3 separate regions of the Mus musculus genome follow, and all the other regions are linked to region 3. Evidence: chromatin contacts called from public Hi-C and HiChIP or PLAC-seq data. All regions are on one chromosome and are shown on one strand. The core of a region is the stretch at or near the end of the contact, and the rest is flanking DNA. Distances in the headings are between cores, read along the strand shown.

Region 1 (2,795 bases), core at 71-2,570, 140 kb after region 3:
GGGGGGCACAGAGAACAAACAAAACATAAGAAAACAAAACAAAACAAAACTACTTAGTACTAGACTGTATCCCAAAGACTTTTGCGGCAGTTGGCCAACTCTGGCTTGTACTGACGTTTTAGCCCACCCCAAATCCTGTGTGAGCACCTGTTCCACGTACCCTAATTTCCTGCCAGACTATGGCCGGAGACAATGCCAAGCCTACTTGAGACATTCGGAGTTCCAACAAGTCAGAAACTTTTGGCTGTGCACGAGGGGAGGGGAGGATTTTCCTCTCCCCAAGTGTGAGGAATGATTTTCATGCATCAATAACACAAATACTTTTGTATCCCCAGAAACAAAAGTAAATTGCATGAGACAACACCCCCTAGCTTTGATTCACATCATAAGAAGATCGATAATCTAACTGTATTCTTTGAGGGAAAAAGTTACAGAATTGACAAGTCCTGAAAAAGATTTTTACTTATTTTTCCCCCCTTTGGCCCAGGTCCTTTTTGCCTTTAGTTTCAAAACTCTCAAAGCACCAGCAGCTAAATTATTCACAATGAGCCATTTCTGTATTGATCGCCAAGTATATTTAGCCCTAGCTCCTGGAATTTCTCCATTACTTACTGGAAAACAGGCAGCTTCACTTCTTGTCTCCAAAACCACTTCCCTTCTCCCTCCCCTCCCCTTCACCACCAGCCTCCCTACCCCCCTCCCGCCCCCCAAAAACTTTTCTTTCTTTCTTTATGGAATAATCAGATCAAATTCCCAGTCACTACATAGCAGTTAAATTCCGACCTGCTCTACTCTTATCAAATTCTTTCAATTAGGTTACGTAAGGTTTGAAAGAAAGGGACCCGGAAAGTTTTAAAGGGGAGCAGTTTCTACCGAGAGCTTACAAATGAGTCTATCTCTTTAAAAATGTACACATTTAACACACATACTAAAAAGAAGCGTCAGTTAGAAGCAAAAGAAGTCTGCGCCAACAGTGAAAGGGTTATTAAACCCTCAGTGAAGGAAAAGGAAGAAAAAGGAAGAAAAAGGAGAAAGAGAAACAAAATGTACATACAAAAGAAATTGTCCTCTGATTAAAAAACAGTCATCACCATTTCCAGCTCTGTCGGGAGCTCCCAGCTTCTTCTAACCCCTCAAGGAGGAGGTGACAATGTCGGGCTGAAGAGAAACGGAGAAAGAAAGAAAGAAAGAAAGAAGTTTTTTGTGTCCCCCCCCCCTTCCCTCCCTGCCCCCTCCAGGCAAAGCCCCCTGCAGAGTTGAAGCCGAGGAGGAGGGAAAGCACTTTACAGGTGGGTCATTCCAAGACCGAATCCAGCAAACAGATCGGCTGATAAACAAAACCAAGAAATGAGAGAGAAGGAACACTCCCCCCCAACCTCCTCCTCCTCCTCCTCCTTCTCCTCCTCCTCGTCCTCCTCCTCCCCCGCCCCCGCCCCCTCGTCCCTTTGGGATGGTCTAGTAGGAAAAGTCACTCAGGAATGGCACCACGTACTTTCAGGAAAGAGGAAAAAAAAAAAAAAAAAAAAAAAGACAGGGAGGGAGGGAGAGAAAGAGAGAGAGGTCAGTGCTACAGCAATGCGATTAACGAGAAGAGAAAAAACTTGATCCACCGGTTCCTTAAGAATCGACCAAAAGCTAAGACAAGAAAACTGAAAGAAAAAGGGGAGGGGGGGTACGAGGGGAGGGACAGTCAGGCAGAACCCAGCAAGGAACCTAGGCCAACTTCACAGGACTGTTTTGTGGCCTCTGGCAAAATAGGAAAAAAAGAAAAAGAAAAAGAAATTAAATCTTCATTCCATCTCCTTCGTCCATACCAGAACCTGTCAAAGCGATTTAACTGTTGCTGTTATACATGTGTCACACCAGATTTTTATTATTATTTTTGTTTTGTTTTGTTTTCAATCTCAACAGTATAATAGCCTCTATCCAGACAGCTGCAATCTATGCCAGGTTATCCAATCTTTCTTCTTGGAATTCAAGTTAAAACAAAGCAAAAACAAGTCCAAATCCATGACAGCTATAAAGATGAGAACTGATTAGTCCATTAACATCCCAGAAGCAGATTACAAGGAGGGGACGATACATTAAGGCAAAGGACATCATCTTCAACGAAATTCCCTGAGCGTCCTTAACAGAGATCATTTCCCTAATCAGAGCCACAACCCATCCCTCCCCAAAGAAAAGCGTCTATATTATTATTATCCCTGGTTAACAGCAACAAGTCATTCGATCACACCACACTGTTAAACAAGATTCCATATCATTACACTTAACTTTGAAAACACTCCCCCTCCCCAACCCCTTTGCAAACCATACACAAATTGATAGATAATCTATGAATCAGAAGACAAATAAAACAAGAGCTGTTCTTCCCCACGCAAAAAGCCAAGCGGAGATTTACCTCAGCAGTGCATGCAGTAAAATAATCCCATCACCCTTTTGTTTGTGTTTACTGTTAGTGTGTCCTCTCCCTCTCTCTCTTTCTTTCTTTCCTGTGCCTAACGTGTGTTTGTGCACTGCAGTTGGTGGTGGAAACTAAGGCAGTGGATCTGTAGCTAAGGGTAATCCTGTTTTTACTTCCTCCATCTTCAGCGAGGAGCAGGGTTAGCCCGGGACAGCTGGTCAAACCCCGAGAAACCGATCCGGCGGAGCCCGAGCACATCTCCCCCGCCGGCCGGGCTCGCGCAGACGCCCGCGGGCGGAGGGCGGGCAGCGGCGGCGGCGGTGGCGGCCGCGCGCGCGCGGAGGGGGTTGGGGGGGGGGTCGTCAGCGAGCGCCCGGGTCCGTGAGAGCCG
Region 2 (3,189 bases), core at 316-2,815, 220 kb after region 3:
TACTTTTAAAAACTGACCTGAGTGAAGACTAGGCAGAAGCCCAGTTCACTCCTACACAAGGTGTTCATCTCTGCACACCTTGGCTCCTTCCAGAGGCTTCCTTCTTACAATTTCTGTCTCCTTACTGGAAAATTGTTCTGGAGTGTCTATAACCCACCTGGTTCCACTTTGTAAGAAGGATCACAAGGACTAATACCCTTCATGGTCAACTTCTACCAAACCACTGACAGAGTAGAGGATTTACATATGTCCCCAACATTGCCTAGCAGAATAGACCTACTGTCAGTTCTGTTCTTTGGGATAGAGCCAAAGTTACCCTCAAAGCGACTACGGTTGCTCATAGATGGTTGTGCCACCGTCCCCTTGCTTTCCCTGTCCTGCAATGGACTTCTGTAAGCCACACTTACTTGAGTTCGCATCTTTCTGGGGACTCCAACTTACGACTGAGAGATATTAATAATTTTTACATTATCCTCAGAAAACAGTAGGCAGAAATGGAGAAAGTGTCTAGCATCCTCTTCCAGCTTCTTAAATTTAAGCTTATTATGCTGACCTACCTGTCTCAGACGTGCTTAGAAAGAAAATGGACTCTCTTTTGGATAGCAGGTTCATTTTGGAAGTTTGTAATGTGAGTCTGGACGTCAGGAGAGAGGTCAGACCCAGGGATGTATTGAATTAAAATAAGCAGGGTTGTAAACTTATATGAATTATACTGTATGAATTATGCTGATTTACTTTTCTATGAACTACTGGCCATTCTCACCTAATTTTAAGATTCAATACAGCTGTAAGTTTCATTAAATGTTTATGATCCTATTAAGGGGTATATTTTTAGCTTTAATAAAAGGAAGTTGATAAAGCTTCATTATCTGTCGTTTGAGAGGAAGAATAAAAAAAAAATTCTAAGATCTAGAAAGTGAGTCTATAATATGTCATTGTAAATCTTCTATTCCCCAAGCCTTTGTCTGTCTCTGACATCAAAGATAAATGACTATCACTGGAATTAATATCTCTTAAATATATCATGATTCTTCAACATTATTACCAAAAGGCTGTTATGAAAACTTCACTAAAATAGAATTTGATTTTCTTTCTATGAACTGTAAGGGTGACTGATATTGCAGTGCCTGTACTGGCAATGTCTTCTATAGTAACTCGGCGGGCTTTCTTAAAGGGCTAAAATTACTTCAAGTGTGGAAAGGAAAATTACAAAATTTAGTGACAAAATTATTCTAGCTCTCTTTCTTTTTATTTTTTCAGTTTGAAGACCACAGTCATTTAAATCACTTTACTAACCAAGGTTAGTGTCACTTTAGGCTCTGAATCTTTGCTTTCAAAAGACAGAAGCAAAGGTTGCAAAATAATACAACTCAATTGGCACAAGGGGAGCTTAAGAAACAACCTCAGGCTCTTTGAATTACTCATTTCTCCTACCGGCGGCAGAAGATAATTTTACTGCGAGTCCGTTGCATTACCGTGAATAACAAGCATAATTCCTCTAGAACTGCGCGTCTATGCAGAGGCCCCCTTTGCAGTTGCTATGGAGCTCCTCCCTATGGCTGACTTTACCAAGGCTCGCTCACTTTGGGTTAGAAGGAAGTGCGTCTGAAAGATGTCAGGAGACTGCCTGTGTGGTCTGGAACCGGACAAGAAAATGAAACCAAATACCCAAAGCCTCAGTTACTGGTGAAGACTCTACCCTACGCATGCTAATGAGGATGGCGCTAGAAAAGAAATATTGCTTCCGATGTAAAAAGATAAAACTTCTGGAAGGGTGCGATTTTTAATTTCAAATTTAGATGATGAGTTGGAGGCATTCCAGCTCTAAACAATGCTGACCAGTCTTCTGTCTGAGGTATCTGATCCTTTCTTTTAGAAATTATGCCATCAGAGGCAAAACTGCAAGATAATTCTAGGACAGGGACTTATCCTATGTGCCTGAAACATTTGGGCATTTTAAAAAATGCTTTTGTTACTGTTTCCCATTACTAAGGGCTTGTCTTTAGGCCATGAGCACAACTCATGGAAGACAACAGTCACAAGCTGCTGAAAATACAAATAGAATGTCCTGCGAGCTGGTGGCCTCTACCCTGCATTCATGTTAAGCGCACGTTCACGTTTTTTCCACGTCCTCTATTAATGTTTTAGTACATGTGTGTTGGGAACTGACCTCCAGTCCTTTCTTGTGTGCCAAGGACCCATTGATCCATCTCCAAAGTCTTCTATTTATTCTAGAATTGGTCTCATTTCTATTTTTTTGCAATGGAGGTAAGGCATGAGTGAATATGAAAATAGAACACAAATCATAAAAGATGAGAAACAATGGACACCGTCTCCGTTTCACAGGTCTGTGTTTGTGGCAGGTATTTAAAATGCACATTAACAGAGCATACACACTCCAATTTGTGATCCCGGCTCCTCCTCCCTGCTTTCTGACAATGTCTGTGCAGCCACACCAATTATAATGACACTCCTTGTAATTTTATTTGAAAATTAACATATTCACTTTCTGAAATGTACCTGTGCTTGTATTTAAAGCCAGACATGTTAACTGTACGTGGTTCATGTCCCCCACCTCTTCCTCAAGAGGGTGAGCCCCCATTGAGGCAGTAGCAATCTGTCATCACAGCATATTAAGATGCTTCTGTGGAGTAAACTCTTGTTAGGAAGGTGGTTTATTATTTTTAAAAGGTCGAAGAACAGACAAGAAACTGACCCTTTTGTCTGAGATCATCAGTTTTTCATGATATGAGTGTCCCTCCATTCTACCAGCTCCTGTCCGCAAATACATAATCTCACAATTGAAGCTTATAATGCACAATAGAAATTTCTTTCCACGTTCTCTTTGAGTTCTGATTTTAATATGAATAACAGATGTAGGAGAGGATATGGGTTTGGTTATAATTACAGCTATCACACATTTCAAATGCTGTAGATTTTCCAGAATTTTAAATTCTGGAAAATAGATTTCTCTATCTTCCAGGACTTCTAGTTTACCCTACTCATGCTGATTTTTATCAACAAACTCTAGGTTTTGAAAACATTTTCTTTATAGTACTTGGGACTTTCATTAAGCCCATGATTTGACTTGAAACAGTGCACGTTTTATCCAGGGTAATTAGCAAAATAGCATTGAGGTAAATTAGCAAAATAAGGGACCACAGAAGGCTGCTGTATGCCTTTATCAAA
Region 3 (2,875 bases), core at 194-2,693:
TGCAGCTGGGTTTGCTACTTGATGAGGTCCTAGCCTTAATGGCATCATAACTACCTGCCCGGGAGCCCTGATGTGTGAGGTCTGGTTCTGCACTTATCGGTGCATAGTAAACTGTAGATGCTCTAAAGTTGTAATTTATTTCTAAGAACAGCGGGATAAAGCAATCCATTTTCAAACTGGCCCTTTGGCTTCTGAACTACTGCCCTAATTCAGTTGATGGACTTCACGAATCCTGGCTGCCTCCACTGCTGTTGGCTTCAGTGTTGACATTGCTACAGTAGACAAGTGACTCATAAAAGATGCTTTTGAGGAAGAATCCAGATCCAGGATATTTAACTAAGGACAGGGCAACATCTCACATAGATCAGATGAGGCGTTTACATTAGTTCTCATAGTGAAGACTGATGGGTCCATCTCTTAGGTGCTCTTTCCTTATTCAGCACAGTAAAGTGATTCTCCTAGATCCTTTTGTTTGTTGAGGACAGACCTACTGTGCGAAACCCAATGCATTCTAGCCTACAAGGGGATGCTGGTGATGAACATAACCTACCAAGTACCAATACATGGAGTACCTGTACAGCAATACACGTTGCTGATGCTGAAATAAGAAAATTCATCAAAACGTTTCTTTATTCAGCCATTTTTAAAATAACTAAATCAATAGTAAACGCTTGGGTAATCTAGTGGCTTGACCAGAAGAAGTTAATGTTTGACCTACATTTAATAAGATACCCTCGGGCTCTGAATAATAAGAAATTCTCTAACAGCTGGATGTCAGTTTAGAAAAGAAAAATCAAGGTGAGATCTAGTAATACGGTCCTTTTTCTAGATTGATACAATTTATGATATTATTGAGAGGAAAATTCCTCCCAAAGCATTATATAAGGCATTCTATATCATCTTTTCACAACTGTAACATAACAGAAGAAAATCAAAATAATTTTGAAGCAAAATATTAAAAAATAATGCCAAGGTAACCCCAGAACTCATCTAAGGAGGCCAGGAGGCAGGAGGATGAAATGGTGGAGTTGATATGGTGAGCAAACAGGCAGTGGGAGGCAGATAATAGCCAACATGGTCATGTGTGTTTTCAGTAGTAAATCCACAAGCACTTATTAAAATAACTCCTCGCTGGACATTGTATGTCATGCCTATACCTGCAGCACTTGGGAAGCTGAGGCAGGAGAATTGTTATAAGTTGTAGGTTAGCTTGGGCTATATACTAAGAGTATGTTACAAAAAAGCCCCCCAAAAAACAACCTACGAAAGTTCAAAGTGAACCTGTGAAAAATAATGGCAGGAAAAAAAATTGTAAAAATTTGCCGAAAGGGCAGCAAGACTAGCGGATGGGGTTTGCCCCCCAAATTGACTATGCTAATCAGTTCTGAGATGAGTAGTCCTGAAGCATGGCAACTTTGCTTTAGGTATTACACTGGATTTTCATATCTGCATACTCTTAACAGTCAGAATGAAACCTGGGTGGGGACCGTCCCCCACCACATCCACCTCAACTCAGATGGCTTGTCTCAAGTTCAATGAAGCTCATGTGAACTGAAAATGATTATGACTGAGTTTGGTCTATGTTCTACTTCACAACAGCTCCTCAGACCAAAAGACAAACTTTCTGCCACACTGGCAATAATAATAACGGACAGAAACTTGATAGTAAGTACTTTTTCAAGGCTTTACATTAAATAATCTATGTAATACTTTCCATGTGTCTCAGGAAACAGGTGTTCTTCATTTTACAGGCAGGGAATCAAAGATGTAGAGATCTGCAGTAATTTTTTCTGTGCATCACTAGCCATTATAGAATGCTAATACTGGGATGTTTGGATTTATGGAATGCCTTGGCCTTGTTATAATTTTTGTATATATATATATATTTTCAACACTGACATCTTATAAGGCAGCTTAACAGCCTTGTAAGCTCATAGGGAAAAGACCTGTCATGTTTTTCCTTAATCATATAATCTGACATTTTTGCTTTTATAAATGGGGATGCAACATAACACAATATTTTGGGACCTATACTGTTTACAATGCAAAACTCATTTCTAGATATTTTGTGTTTCATTTTATCAATCACATGATAAGACATTCATCTAGACCAAAGGCGTATGTACTTCTGGCAATAGCTTCACTTGTTTGCGCAGTCCATAACTCAGACTGTGCTTTGACTCAGTTTGAACACCGAGGATAAGAGTGTACTTCTGCTTTCATGTCATATGCCACATGGATAAACAGGCCATAAAGGCAGATCCATGAAAGTATTCCCAAGACTGCTTCTTTTATCCGAATATACCATCAAATTTTTAAATCCTAAGAACAGAGTTCACTTTCCTTCCTGAAGGTGCCTGCAGTGTTTTGCCCTACTGCCTTGGCCTGATAGTGTCTTGTCATCCTCTCATTGGCATAGTATGTGGCCAGTCTCTGCCCATACTATCTTCTGCCCCCGGGCAGACATCAAACCTTACTCGACATTGGTGACACTGACTTTTATCACCCAGCAACTCCTTATCGATTGAACCATGACAGTCACAGACTAGAGCAGCGTACAGTGGTTTTGCCTCCCGGCTGCAGCCTTCCACCTCTCACTCCTTTATTTAACTTAAGTGTTTGCTAATGATCTTTGATACTCCTCAGACTCTTCTCTATGGAATATATGTGTGGAATATACAGTCAGTTAGCTGTCGGAGATATAGGCTTCCTCTCACCTCTCACCTCTCATCCTCAGGTCTCACACTCTGCATGATTGAAGCTTCCCTCAACTTCCCCATCAACTAAGTGTCTGCTAGAGAACTTCACAGACACCATCACTACAAAGCTTGCTTCTGTTCATGTTGTTATTTCTAACATGGATTGTGCACTACTA

Evidence for each region. Hi-C and Micro-C count contacts between places; a contact is called where the count stands out from the background. HiChIP or PLAC-seq counts read pairs in DNA pulled down with a chosen protein or histone mark.
Region 1: a contact with region 3 is called in a Hi-C map of Th1 cells, with 2.5 times the contacts expected there. The contact joins the promoter of Ikzf2 here to the enhancer-like site in region 3. A contact is called at or near these places in 5 of 39 promoter capture datasets (the HPC-7 cell line, HPC-7-derived erythroid cells, hematopoietic stem and progenitor cells and 2 more), 1 of 15 datasets of contacts at CTCF or cohesin (CD8 T cells), 15 of 484 Hi-C or Micro-C datasets (CD4 T cells, CD8 T cells, the G1E-ER4 cell line and 7 more), 10 of 115 datasets of contacts at active chromatin or transcription factors (CD8 T cells, the SCID.adh cell line, bone marrow-derived macrophages and 6 more) and 3 of 9 other capture datasets (adipose tissue, liver and pancreatic islet).
Region 2: an H3K27ac HiChIP or PLAC-seq map of thymic regulatory T cells shows a contact between it and region 3, with 6 times the contacts expected there. The contact joins two enhancer-like sites. A contact is called at or near these places in 11 of 484 Hi-C or Micro-C datasets (CD4 T cells, CD8 T cells, the G1E-ER4 cell line and 4 more) and 5 of 115 datasets of contacts at active chromatin or transcription factors (memory CD8 T cells, regulatory T cells and thymic regulatory T cells).

Annotation. Positions count from the first base shown.
Region 1 is chr1:69,684,640-69,687,434 of GRCm38.p6, forward strand. It overlaps Ikzf2 (IKAROS family zinc finger 2), which reads right to left and starts at 1,321. Exons shown (of 8, transcript NM_011770.4): 1 at 1,055-1,321.
Region 2 is chr1:69,758,171-69,761,359 of GRCm38.p6, forward strand. No RefSeq gene overlaps it. Among named protein-coding and RNA genes, the nearest start is that of Gm29822, 28 kb to the right of the region's middle. Within about 2 kb of position 1,566, at least 61 of the 459 cell types and tissues checked have an H3K27ac peak or open chromatin away from gene starts, as enhancers often do. A contact at or near this core is called in CD8 T cells, regulatory T cells and thymic regulatory T cells, where this site is marked.
Region 3 is chr1:69,542,943-69,545,817 of GRCm38.p6, forward strand. All of the region lies in intron 6 of Ikzf2 (IKAROS family zinc finger 2), which reads right to left. Among named protein-coding and RNA genes, the nearest start is that of Gm28497, 110 kb to the left of the region's middle. Within about 2 kb of position 1,444, at least 17 of the 459 cell types and tissues checked have an H3K27ac peak or open chromatin away from gene starts, as enhancers often do. A contact at or near this core is called in CD8 T cells, the G1E-ER4 cell line, T follicular helper cells and 3 more, where this site is marked.